Linked DNA regions of Zea mays: region 1 is linked to region 2. The links are chromatin contacts, called in public Hi-C maps. All regions are on one chromosome and are shown on one strand. The core of a region is the stretch at or near the end of the contact, and the rest is flanking DNA. Distances in the headings are between cores, read along the strand shown.

The links. A called contact is a pair of places that touch in the nucleus more often than the background predicts.
Region 1: a Hi-C map of ear shows a contact between it and region 2, with 1.8 times the contacts expected there. The contact joins the promoter of LOC100286312 here to the promoter of LOC100501764 in region 2. A contact is called at or near these places in 2 of 25 Hi-C or Micro-C datasets (ear and tassel).

Annotation. Positions count from the first base shown.
Region 1 is chr5:6,881,656-6,888,323 of Zm-B73-REFERENCE-NAM-5.0, reverse strand. It overlaps LOC100286312 (arginine N-methyltransferase 2), which reads right to left and starts at 4,613. Exons shown (of 2, transcript NM_001159199.1): 1 at 3,545-4,613. The coding sequence starts at 4,217.
Region 2 is chr5:6,344,409-6,351,564 of Zm-B73-REFERENCE-NAM-5.0, reverse strand. It overlaps LOC100501764, which reads left to right and starts at 2,120. Exons shown (of 1, transcript NM_001196426.2): 1 at 2,120-5,569. The coding sequence starts at 2,348. The coding sequence ends at 5,170.

The DNA of each region.
Region 1 (6,668 bases), core at 3,364-5,863, 530 kb before region 2:
GACAAAAGGTGGTCATCGTCGGATTGGCAGTTAGTCAGTTACATATCAATTTCAGCTGTCGCAGCAAACACTTCAGCGTAGTTGGTTGCAGGTTCCTTTCTTCCTTCCTTTTGATATTCCGAAGGAAAAAAAATAATAATTAATTAGTCTATGTGCAGTTGTCTCAGAGATGGCAAGCTGCACATGGTTTGACATATCCGAACTAGATCTTTAGAGGACATATGTGCTCTTAATTCTTCAAATTATCCACAGACGATGGTGACTAGGCTTTGGAATCAATCAATTGTCATGCACCGGCCTACTTCTATTTGAACATACATTATTCATCATCCAAGTTACCATCACAATAATTGTCAAGCAAGAACTACATCTTCCATGGCATTGTTATCTATGCTCATAAATGAAGCATGAAAGAACACGATGTTGAGATATGAATCCACAGCGTAGAATGGACTCAAGAAGATGCAACTCACGTATTTAGAACAGGATGCTACACTTAAACAAATAAATCACTGTATGACACTTGAAGAAAGGATTAAAAAAAAGGGTGAAGACAAAGGGTCTTGCTTATAAGGAACCCATGGGTGTTGGCAGGTTGTGTTGTTTGGTAGGGAGAAATGTTGGTCCAGGTGCTTGTGCTCTTAATATAAGAAGAGAAACGAGGAAAAAGGAGGACAGAGAGACATGGACAGAGAAAAGTAATATAAATAGACAGATTTACAGGTTTTGTTTTCACAGTTTCCCGTTGCACGTTGACTAAAATGTATACGTATCACATTTGGTTAAAAGTATTGCAGTGTCCTCTAAGTTCCTATGTTTTCTCAACTACCAATTCAAACACAATTCCTCCACCTTTTTTCTGCATTTCCTACTACATTCCTCTGGGGCTATGACTTTGCAGCGTGTTTTTATTCTTTCTCACATCTATATATTCTAAAGAGGCCTTATGGCCTAAATACTTACCAACTACTTTTCTTATTTGGAATAGCACAACAACCACCACCACCATTATGCCAAAAAAAGTTACTTCGGTGGATGAAGAAAGATGCCCCCAAAAAAAAGAGTAAGATATTACTAACATAAACGAAGGCTGAGCTTTAAATAAGTTCCACCAAATGAAAACACTAGCTCTGTGCATACTGTTGCAAATTACTCCACCTGATTGAAGCTCAACAAGGTTTCCAAGTGCCACATAAAGCCATGAAATGGCTGTTTGCAACATAATACTCATGTGGTAAACTGGTAAGCAGTTCTACAGACGCCTGTAAATATGTTCAACGTAAACATAAATTCAAAAACTGTCTAGACGCACACTTTTCCTGACAAAAGGTCCAAAATTACCTACTCTGAAAGCTTTAGAAGCACTAACTTGAAAACTTTGAATATACTCCCTCCAGTCAATAATACCTGATGTTTCTGAGATTCTGGAAAAGTGCAACAGTACTTGTCACTGGAAAAAATTGGCCGAATTAAACGCATCATATCCACTAATGCCCCTGCTCACCCCATTAATTAGGGGGTTTAGTGAAAAAAAACCAAGAGACGTCACGAAGAGCCCTTCTCTACACGACTTTCTATATATATTCTCTTCACTACATTTATGATGTAGGGGCTCTTGATTGTATTATGCAGTCTATTAACTGTTTCCTATACTTGAAAAACTGAACCAAGGGCTCTGGGTTGTACATGGTCTAACCTGGCAACAATAACCTGGCAACAATAACAGAGGCACCCACCATGAGTTCCATGTTGTCTCATGCCGTCGATACCACCATCTCCTGGCTGGCAGTGGCAGTCCCTGTCCTCCAAACATGCTCCTCACAGTATCCTCAGGTACAGTACAGCTCGGAATGAGCAGTAGTTGGCTAGCAGCCAGTGTGCTTCAGGCAAAGATTGCCTGGATGAGGCCGTTTGTGGAGACACAGCTGAATATTGTAGCCCACAAGGTCATGTTCACGTCTCAGGTGCAAGCTTACTGGTGGAAGCCCTTATCTTGAACATCCCACACTCCATACATTCATCTTTCTTCCTCTCCTTTCAGATCTGAGGTCCAGTCATGATGGAGGTTCGAGCTTCAGTGAGGGCACCAATGCAGGTCAAGGGGTTCTTAACGGTGGTGTAGCATGCTGTACTCTGATGGATTAGATGAGAAACATGAGAGTCATCCAAACACGATCCATTTGATCTCAGCAATTCACTTTCTCAAATCAATGTTCGATTGCCATCCCTTTTGGCTGAGCATAACACTATCAGCGGAGGAAGTGAACACCGGGAACCAGGGACATTAGCTAAAGACAAATTAGCTAAGCGAGGTTGGAAAGGTTGTTTAAAATGCAGCTTTTGTAATCAAAATGTGTCTATTCAACATCTGTTATTTGATTGTTACCTTACTAGAAATATTTAGAGAATTATTTACTTTGCCATAAATATAGAGAATCGAACAATATTAATTATATAATTGGGTCCTGGATTGCTAACAAGGGAACAACACAAAGAAAAAAACTCCTAATTGAAGTGGCGGCAATGTTTTGGTCTATTTGACTTTGTCGCAATGATGTTGTCTTTACTTTTAAACCAAAATCATCAATTATGCAGGTTCTTTTCAGGGCAACATGATGGCTCAGATTCTGGAGATTGTTGCAGAAAGAACAATCTCAACACGAAGTCCTTGCGGTATGTCGATATTTAGAGGTGGTCCAACGCTAGATTAGAGGGAGCTTGATTTGTTGATGTTTTCCTTCTGAGTATGTTTATGATGGATGGTTGTCTTTTTTTCGATTTGTAAGGCCATATGCAAGAGATTGCAAAAGGCTAGAACATTTTGTTTCCATAATCTAAAAAAAATAGTGGATGAGGTCACTGGGCAGTGGGCACAGTACTGGTGGAGCCATGCCGGTGGATGGCAAGCACAGCGATGTGGAAAGCAGCATTCAACGGCAAAGAACAGGGAGAGTAATTGAGGAACGGTCAGACGAACAGGGTACACTGATTTATTGCTTTCTCGTCAGCAATTAGCAGGGGTAGAGCAGTAAATTTACTACTTACTTTATCAATCCTGTCATCTAATATCGACGACCAAAGGGAGTACTATTGTAGTTCTCTTAAGCCTGCCAGCAATTTTCTTTCCTTCAGCTGTTGCCCGACTTTCCTCATGCTCCTGAATTCCTGCCAACCTATGGAAACTTCACCTGATACATACTCGAGAAATTTTGTGACCTTCAGCTTTTGCCCAACTTCTCCATACTCTCGAATCCCTACCAGGGGACCACAAGGATAATGCAACCTATGGAAATTTCACCCGGAGCATACTCCCAACAATTTTCCGTCCTTCAGCTTTGCACAACTTCCCCATACTCTAGAATACCTATATAGGGCATGCCAAGGATAATGCAATGCAACCTATGAAAATCTCACTTGAGACACACACCTACAACTAGGACATTGAACAACAGAAAACTTACCCTCAGACAATAAAGCGTTGCAACATTGATGACCAAACATGGCAACAATAAACGAATAAGCAAAGGTAAAAGCTATAGTATACCGTCATAAGATCCGAGCTGCGGCATCACGTCCTGCCATCGCCCGAACACGATCCTGACGTTCTTCTTGTCGCCCCATCCGAGCTTGAGCATCCGCTCGTACACCTCCGGGTGGGCCTCGACAATGGTGTGCTCCTCGGGCCCGTACCTCTGTATCGCTTCGTCCACGAGCCCCATGCCGAACCCCACGTTGAGCACCTTGCCGCCGCCTTGGCACACCGCCCGCGCGTGCGCCTCCATCAGCGGCCGCTCCCACGCCATCATCACCGCCTTGCTCTCCGCGTCCATCACCCTCTCCTCGCTGAACGAGACCCTGGATTCGAGGTAGCTCTCGGCCGGGGGACCGTTCGCGGGGGCCGCTTGCCGCCGCGCGACGGTGCCCAGGACGAGCTCGGAGCGGATGGCGTGGTCGAGGAGGAGGTCGTAGGTGTCGGGGTCGGAGGCTAGGTCCCCTGCCGAGAGGCCCGAGGGGGAGAGCGCGTTCCAGGGCGCACCGCAGTCGAGGAGGAGGCGCGCAACGGCGGCGTGCCCCCCCGCGGACGCGTGCATCAGCGGCGTCAAGCCGTCGGCATCGAAGTGGGTCGCGTCAGCTCCTGAAGCAAGGAGTTTAGCGACTTCGCCCTCTTCACCGGACTTCGCCGCCGCGCAGAGCAGCTCCTCCGGCGCCGCCGCCATTTTTTTGGGTGGAGCAGTGGAGTCAGTGAGTCACCCTTTTTTTTCTCTGAGGTTTTAGCTCGCGAGCGTTGGGCCTTATGATTTCTCCATTGAACCTATGTCGGCCCAGTCAGTGCACCAGGGTTAAAGCCCTTATGCCCCTGCCTTGACTAGTTATGGCCCAGTTCGTCGAGGTCACTCCACGAAAGGGACCGGATCGCACTCGCACAATCGCACATGTTCCTCTCTTTGATTTGGCGGTAGCTGCGTAACGTCGCTCAGTCGCCGCCGATCAGCTTAGCAACGCTCGTGAGCTAATTGGTGCCGGATGAGAAATTGGTGACTTCCACTTCCACCACACCTGGTTGAAGGCACGCAAGGTGTTTGTTGATAGCCTCTAGATGTCTAATTAAATTTATCTATAATAAACTAGTACTGTATAAACTATAAAGGAAGAGGAGAATGCAGTAGCTAGTCGTAACTTAAGACCCAAGACAAGATAAATTGCGGACAAAGTCACCGTGGTGTCTTGAGGTAGTGTGCTGGCATCTACGTTAGGTTCTGCATGCGTCGGTGGCCAGCACAGTAGGGGCGTTAGAGTCTACCACTCTCCAGCAACTTTCGCATAACCTCCTACTATTTCAAACTCGAATATCTAAATGGTGTATACTCTATACCATACATATACACAGTCTGTTGGAGACAGCCTTAGGAGATTCAGTCATTCGGGTGCTGGATCAGAGATCGAGTCCTTAGGAATTATGTTGGCTAGACTTAGCGAAAGAAGGAAGCTTGCTGGCCCTAGCCGTGTTTAATATAACACCTGTGACTTGTGACCGAGGGCCACAACTAAAATTATAGAGTTATGCTCCCAATTAGAGCGCAGTTTATTTAGGGTATTGTCGAGCTCGACCACCTTGGAACGAGCCAGAGAACATACATAATATTATCTCTTTGTTCTCTACACTACCGGAATCGACGGCTTTGCCGAGTGCCTGAAGCACTCGGTAAAGCCTTAAAAACACTCGGCTCGACAAAGAGGGCTCGGCACACAGTGCATCGGCAAAGCCTTCTTTGCTGAGTATTTTTTTCTCGGGCACTCGGCAAAGTGGTTTGCCGAGTGCCAGAGAACACTCGGCAAAGAAAAGCAGCCGTTACAGCGCCGGTTGACGGAGACGGCGTCTTTGTCGAGTGTCCCAGGTAACACTCGATAAAGACGACTCCTTTGCCGAGTGTTTTTTAATACACTCGGCAAAGAATTTACCTCTTTGCTGAGTGTCTACTACCTACACTCGGCAAAGAATCCGCCAGAGGGGTCCCCATGTCAGGTACTTTACCGATAGTTTAGTATGGCACTCGGCAAAGCGTGCTTCTTTGCCGAGTGCCAGAGCCATTACACTCGGCAAAGAACCTATACTGGTGCCCAGGTCTTGGTTCTTTGCCGAGTGTTATGGTCCTGACACTCGGCAAAGCACCTCTTTGCCGAGTGTACTCGGCAAAGTGACCAGTACACACCTTTTTTATTTGTTTTCTCTATTTCATCCAAACAAACAAAAGATATTCACAGATATCACATATATACATCACAGATCATCACAGACATATATAGCCAACACAAACAGTATTAACACAAATTCTGACATAAGTATTCAACATAAGTTGAGAGGTTATCAACACAAACAGTATTAACAGAAGTTCAGAAGTATCAACACAAGTTCACAAGCTCTTACAAGTATCCAACATAAGTTTTGTGTTCGAAATACTGAAAACATAACTCTCATGGAGGTGGGCGGTTCGACTGGTGCTGCGTTGGGCTAAACCCTTCATGAGGGTTGTTAGATGCCGCCCCAGATTGGTCCTGCACAGAGAAGAGATTGCATGTGTTATACCAGATGCATTACCAACATGTAACTACAATTTTGATACTCACAAGAGTTTGGAACAGAGCAGGGTCAACTGCAGGGAACAATGGAGGTGGTGGAGCGAAACCCTATACGGCGCCAAGCATGTACTGGAACATCTCCGCCATCCTCTGATCAGCCGCTGCCCGCTCCGTCATTATCCTCGCCTCCATCTCTTAACGTTCCCTCCTCTCTTCTTCTAGTTGGGTCTGTAATATTACAAGCCAACGTTATAGTAACTCAAAGAGAAGGTATATAACTTAAGGAAGGATGAGTTACAGAAGCACTAACCTCGAGTTGTTGTATGCGATGCTGTGAGCTATCGTGCCGAGGTCGTATGGCTGGACTCGAGCCCATGCTCCTTGCTCGCACCTGAGATAGAGTGGGAGTGGAGGACGAGTCGATTGCCCCGTCGGCAATCCAGTACCGTCTATGTCTCTTGCCTCCTTCGACCCTCATGAGCACATCGAGGTCGATCGGCTCGGTGCTCGGATCATAATCTGGGCCATGGACCTCCTGCGCCATGGCGGTGTAGTCATGAAGGCGGTTGTAGACAGTGGGGTTGGTGTAG
Region 2 (7,156 bases), core at 871-3,370:
CTCCGATGGCGGCACGGCGTCACCCGGATTTCAGGTTGACATTGGACCAGTCGAGAGTTTTATCTGCGTAATTAAACACCGCCATCGCGCTTATTACGCAACGCAGCAAAGAGTCCTCGGCCTAATCAGAAAGAGTAGTTACTGAAACCAAGCCTCGTCGGCACCTGGTGCGGTTTCTTTTATCCCTAGTGGTTCATGGTTACGCTACCACCACTAGCAGCAGGTTTATCGGTAACCGTGGTCAAATTCCCAAACGAGGACCCCCCATGTCTGAGCTAGCTGACATTCGGCAAGAGTTTGGGCCAAACTACTTTTATTACTTGTACGGGCGGTGTATCAATAATTTACACTTGATCTGCACCGCCAAAAGTGTGGTTTGGATGCTTGTACATAAAGCTGACGGCCATGCTGCAGCAGCAGAACCCAACTCGGGCCGGGGTGGTTCTGTTCATTTGTTGCCATTGCAAGAACCACAGCATGGCCTTGAATTGAAGGGTTTTAAACTACACTCTCTTCCCCACCCTCCCCCCACAAGCTACTCCACTTGGGACTGCTACGCGATGGTAGCTAGCTTCAGCCCTCCCTCTCGCGTACTTGCTGGGCTGCCAATGTACGTGTGCTGCAGGGCGTTTCTGCTACGACTTGTTTATATCTATCGCAGTGCTAGCCGTCAGTTAAGCACTGATGATCCCTGGACGACATGGACGCCGGCCAACTGTCAGGAAAGTGACTCCAGGATGAGAAACACCAGCTCGCTTCATCGTTCGGGCAAACCTGTCTTCCACATCTCTTGAAAGCTGGGAGCAGGACTAGCGATTCTGAGATTAGTTGGGCATGGCGAGCTGGCGATCATGTGTTAATTTGTGGGCTGCAATGCCCTCTCTGTGCATTATTATTCAGTTTCGTTGGCATATCATCCATAGCGCGCGGTACGGTACCGTGGGGGAGAAAAGAAAAGCAGTAGTTGGCTGGGCATCATTAGGTTTGGAAAAACAAAACATGTAGGATTAGGACTTGGGAGTTCCTAAATTGCGACAAGAATCAGGTCGGGTCCCATTTTGATGCAGCGTTGAAGAAGCTCTTTTTTTGTGTGTGCTGAGGTTGGACTTTTCTGAGCCATGGCCAATTGAACGTACATGAAAAACCAGTCATTTCAGATCAGAAGCTGGAATCCCGGCCCCAAGGAGAATATCTTTACTTTCCTCGGGACAAAGTCAATGCACATGACCCATCCCGTTTCCACTCCCATCTTCTCCGACAAACCAAAACTTTCAGCGTAACACAATGTTCAACCCCAAGGTGTAAACACGTATAGTGAGAAGAATAGAAAAAAAATCAAATGACTATGTTTTCTGCTTGAAAAATAGTAGAAAAATGTCATGTAAGACAAAATGAGGCACTCTCCGTACTAAAAATAATTAACGCTAAATTTAAAATAAGCCACACTTTATAAAAATAATAATATCTACATTTGTACCTTGAAAATCTATTTGTTATAAAGATATATTCAATATATCCGGTGAAATAAATATAACGTCTTGAACTATCTTCAGTAGACTCTCTATCTCACTCTTTATTTATTTTAAATTTCACTTTATAAATAATGTAAAATAATATTTTATACGGTAGTTGGTCTTATAGATTTAGTTAATTATAAATTTCCAGAAGGCGAGATTTATTTTAATTTAAAAGTTGTCACCGGCTCACCGCCACCGGACAAGGAGGTTTCTTAAGGACTCTAGTGCAAGCAGTAATTAATGAGTTCACCAGCAATGCAAATCTGCCACAGCTCATTTATCTCCAAAGATTGTTTGATTCAGTACAGATTGCATTTTCGAGCGAAAGGCAAATCTGGGATATCTGTACATTAGTTTTTTTTTCCGTAGATGAGATCGAAATCTATCTACCGATGAAGCAAAATCCAAAATACAGCCAAACAATTTTGTGGAGTCGCCATTAAATGCTTGGATTGGGACCCCCTGCTTTTAATTCCGTGCAGACGAGTTGGTGTGCTCCAATAACTCCCTTCCGCTTCCTCCTCCTCCTCCTCGTCTGTCCTCTCTCTCTCCCCTTCGGCCCTTGCTTCCTCTTCCTTTCACTCCTCCGCCTGTCCCCTTCTCTCTCTGCTCTGTTCCTTGATCCAGATTCCGCAGCGGTGAGGGCACCCAGCCCGATCGTCCGTCTCCGTCGATCCCTCGAAGCCCTAGGAGAGACCCTTGTCCGCGTCGAATTCGATCGCGGGCTGATTTGATCCCGAGAATTCGCGAGGGGGCCATCGGCGGCGGTGGGGAATCGGATGTTGTAGGAAAGGTCCCGGATTTCTGCGCGGGCAGGCGGGCGGGCGGCCATGCATCTGAAACTGTGGAAGCCGCTGTCCCACTGCGCCGCGCTGCTCCTGGACAAGAAGAACCGTCCGCCGCGGACGCCGCCGGCGGGAGCGGGCGCGGGGTCCGGCGGCGGGCGACGGCTGCAGGAGAGCAAGCTGCGGGAGGCGCTGGAGGAGGCGTCCGAGGACGGGTCCCTCGCCAAGTCCCGCGACGTGGCGCTCCTCGATGGAGGGGACGGCGGTGCGGAGGAGGGGTCCGTGGGGCGGTCGCGGTCGCTGGCGCGGCTCCACGCGCAGAGGGACTTCCTGCGCGCGACGGCGTTGGCCGCGGAGCGCGCGTTCCAGTCGCCGGACGCGCTCCCTGTGCTGGAGGAGGCGCTCGCCAAGTTCCTCGTCATGTACCCCAACTACGCGTCCGCGTCGGACGTGGACCGCCTCCGCGCCGACGAGTACCCGCACCTGGACAAGGTATGCCTCGACTACTGCGGCTTTGGCCTCTTCTCCTACCTCCAAAGCTGCAACCCTGCGGACTCGTCAGCGGCGTTCACGCTCTCGGAGATCACCGCCAACCTCAGCAACCATGCGCTCTACGGCGCCGCCGAGAAGGGCACCGCGGAGCACGACATCAAGAACCGCATCATGGATTACCTCAACATCCCCGAGTCCGAGTACTGTCTCGTCTTCACGGTCAGCCGCGGCTCGGCCTTCCGGCTCCTCGCCGAGTGCTACCCCTTCGGCACCAACAAGCGCCTGCTCACCATGTTCGACCACGAGTCCCAGTCCGTGAACTGGATGACGCAGGTCGCGCGTGACAAGGGAGCCAAGGCATACTCCGCCTGGTTCAAGTGGCCCACGCTCAAGATCTGCACCACGGAGCTCCGGAAGCTGATCTCCACCAAGAAGCGGCGGCGCAAGGACTCCGCCACTGGCCTCTTCGTGTTCCCTGTGCAGTCGAGGGTGACGGGGGCAAAGTACTCGTACCAGTGGATGGCATTGGCTCAGCAGAACCACTGGCATGTCCTGCTTGATGCTGGGGCTCTGGGGCCTAAGGACATGGACTCGCTGGGGCTGTCTCTGTTCCGGCCAGACTTCATCATAACTTCATTTTACAGGGTGTTTGGGGCTGACCCAACGGGCTTTGGATGCTTGCTGATCAAGAAGTCGGTAATGGCTTGCTTGCAGAGCCCAAGCGGCGGGACGGGGGCAGGGCTAGTGCGGATTGTGCCGGTCTTCCCACAGTATCTCAGTGATTCAGTTGATGGGTTTGATGGTGTCCTCGACGGGCTGGAGGATGATAACATCATTCCAATCGAGGAGGGGTCAGCCTCGAACAGTCACCATGCATCCCAATTGCCTGCATTCTCAGGCGCATATTCATCGGCGCAGGTGAGGGAGGTTATCGAGAGCGAGATGGACCAGGACAGTTCAGACAGAGATGGTGCCAGCACAATATATGAAGAGAGCGAGAGTGTTTCTGTTGGAGAGGTGATGAAGAGCCCCGTGTTCAGTGAGGATGAGTCATCGGAGAACTCCTTCTGGGTTGATCTGGGACAGAGCCCACCTGGTTCCGACCATTCAGAGCAATCAAGCAAGGGGAAATTGGGCTCTCCGTTGCCAGCGTCCTGGTTTTCTGGCAGGAAGAAGGCGTCGCCGAAGGTGCCATCCAAACTGTCAAGGAGCCCTGTTCATGACAAGCATGTCTTGTCATTTGATGCAGCCGTGAGGTCGGTATCACAAGAGCCAGGGCCTGTGGAAGTTGTTCCAGAGGAAGACCATTCACGTAACGGCATCAAGAACATTCATATCAGTGAGATTGAAGAAGACAACAGAGATGGTAAAGTAAACAAGAGGTTCGTAAAGTTTTCTTGTGCCAATGGCCCTGCTGAAGGCAGTGCAACCTCCGTTTTCGGGACCTGTACCGCCCGCGAGAACGGCTCCACATCGGAGATCTGCTCAGAAACCCAAGCGGAGACCAAGGAGAGCGCGATCAGAAGGGAAAACGAGGGCGACTTCCGCCTGCTGGGAAGGCGGGAAGCACACAACGGAAGGTTCAACGGAGGAGGAAGGTTCTTCGGAGTAGAAGAACCGGAGCGCGTGTCGAGCATGGGGCGCAAGGTATCGTTCACCATGGACGACAGCAGGCTCTGCCGTAACTCGGATGCCGGCGAGACATCTGGATACGCGATGGCAGACGACAACGACGACGACGCGTACAGCGACTACGACGAGGCTCAGGACGGAAGGAAAGAGCCCGAGATCGTCTGCAGACACCTCGACCACGTGAACATGCTGGGGCTCAGCAAGACCACGCTCAGGCTGCGGTACCTGATCAACTGGCTGGTGACGTCGCTGCTGCAGCTCCGGCTGCCCGACTCAGGGGACGGCGAGGGGGCGGCAGCGGCAGCGGCACCCCCCCTCGTCTACATATACGGTCCGAAGATCAAGTACGACCGCGGGGCAGCGGTCGCGTTCAACGTGAAGGACTGCGGGTCCGGAACCTCCCTGATCAACCCTGAGACCGTGCAGAAGCTGGCGGAGAAGGAGGGCCTCTCCTTGGGCGTCGGGTTCCTGAGCCACATCCGGCTCACGGACAGCCAGAGGCACGGCGCGGCCGACGTGGGGCTCAGCTCTTCCTCCTCGCCAGCTGCGGCGAGCGGCCGCCGCGAGAAGAAGAATACTCGCAAGAACGCTGTCGTCGGGACGGAAGTGGTCACCGCTTCTCTCGGGTTCCTCACCAACTTCGAGGACGTCTACAGGCTGTGGGCGTTCGTCGCCAAGTTTCTCGACTCGTCGTTCCTTGAGCAGGAGAGGCTGTCGTCCATTCCGGAGGATGCAGAAAGATAGCATCAGATGGTTTCATAGTAGAGGGAGGGTGGGTGGTGGCGGCAGCACCAGCGTAACTGAAAGGGGTGTGGGGGTAGAAGAAGAGAGATGCCAAGGTGCTTCTGCGTAGTATTGTTCTTTTGTATCCAAATGCCTCAGCATGGCATCGACTTGGCGGCGCGGCTGTTTATATTTCTTCATTCTTATTTCCTCCCCTTTTTTTTCTTCTAGGCATGAGACTTTTTTTTTTGGTCTGTAGGTTTTGTTGGAGATCTATATGTACCCACCTACACCTACTAATTGTTTTGAGGAGCATCATTTCCATGTACTCGCTTGTAAATTGGCTCCATTGGCCATGAAATTAGGTCCGGTCGCCTGTATTGTTGTTGCGGCATGAATATTGAATAGCAGCATGATGATAGGTGATTCTACCCTTTTCGGTTTTGCTGTTGAATCCTCACCTGTCCCAAGATGTGTAGTGTTTCAGATGATGCATTTTCTCTCTGTCTCTCTTTTGCCTCGTTTAGCTTTACTTATGAAGTAAGCGCGACAAAGTCGTCCAGTCAGTCATGTGACGGTTAAAAGTGTGGATCCTGGTGGGACTGAAATGGCTCGTGCATTAGCGTTTGGTTGAATAACCAAGTAGAACGGAGCCGTTCTGTCCCAGTTTTATTGTTGTTTGGTTATAAAGTAACTAGAACAGAATGGCTTCAATTAGGGAATATTCTCCTCAGATCCGGAACCATTTCGCTCCAAAAAAATCAACCGAACGGAGCCGCTCCGTTCCCATCCCGCTCGCACAGTCACGCTCCGTTCCGTTCACTTTACAACCAAACAAAAAACAGAGCCGCTCCGTTCCAGATTACCAAACACAGAACAGAGCGGCTCTGTTCCTATAATCAGGGATGGAACGACTCCGTTCTACTTAGCTCCTCAACCAAACACTACCTAAGAGCATCTCTAAGAGCTTCCTAGAAGTCTCTTCTAAATCAAGTTTTTTTTAGAAAAGCATAAAAACGTGTCTCCAACAGTTCTCGTAAAATGCTCCCAACTTTTTCATAACCCTTAAAACTCCCTCATTTGTAGATACAAATGAGGGGATTTTTAGACTCCCCGGAAACAATCTGCTGCTTTAAGGGATCTGTTGGAGAAATGATTCAAATCTATCCCCACTAATTTTTTAGATGCCGCTTAAACTGATTTTAAGAAGTTATTTTGTAGAAAGCTTTTTGGAGATGCTCTAACATTTGCTGACATTTTGCTGAGGCGCCATTAAAAGTTGTAAATTTAGGGACTAAAATAATAAAATAGAGGGAATAAAAATTAGTTCTAAAAACTAAACGTTCTTTAATCCGGAGGCTCGTCGTTGTCTTGCGGGAGAGTTGGATTTGTTACGGAGGCAGGCCTTGCCTGCATGGTAACCGTAAGAAAAAATGTGTAGCAAAGTTGTGCAGTAGCTGACCAGGGAGATCGCCGCCTGGCTCGACCACCACCAAACGCAAAACGGCGTGCTGTTTTGCGGCGGATCCGGCTCGACCACGAAAGGCCAAAACCGCCCCGCCTTTCGCGCGGGCTCTCTGATACCGTTCGGCGACTCCAACGCCCCCCGCCCGTCACGTCCCCGTTGGTGGCCGGCGTGCGGGATGGTTGGTGGTGCCTGACAACTCGCTGCCCCCCGGGTGGAAATCGCGCGCGCCCAGGCCCAGCTTTTGGTTTTGGGCGGCCTTTGCTTTCCCCTCATCGGCGCGGACGTGCTTGAAAAGAAAGAATGAAAGGAAGGAAAAAAAAAACAGGCGACGCGCGGCGGCGGCGGCGGCGGCCGAGTTGGCGAGAGCGACGGCGGCACGCGCTGGCAGCCGGTCGGCGGGCAGCAACGGCAGCAGCATATCCCTCTCCGGCTCTCCCTGATCCCCTTGCGCCTTGCTGGCACTGCCAGCAGCCCAGCACGATCCAGAAGCTGTGGCACGCACAGATAGATGATGCTACGCCACCTGCTCCACTCCAACG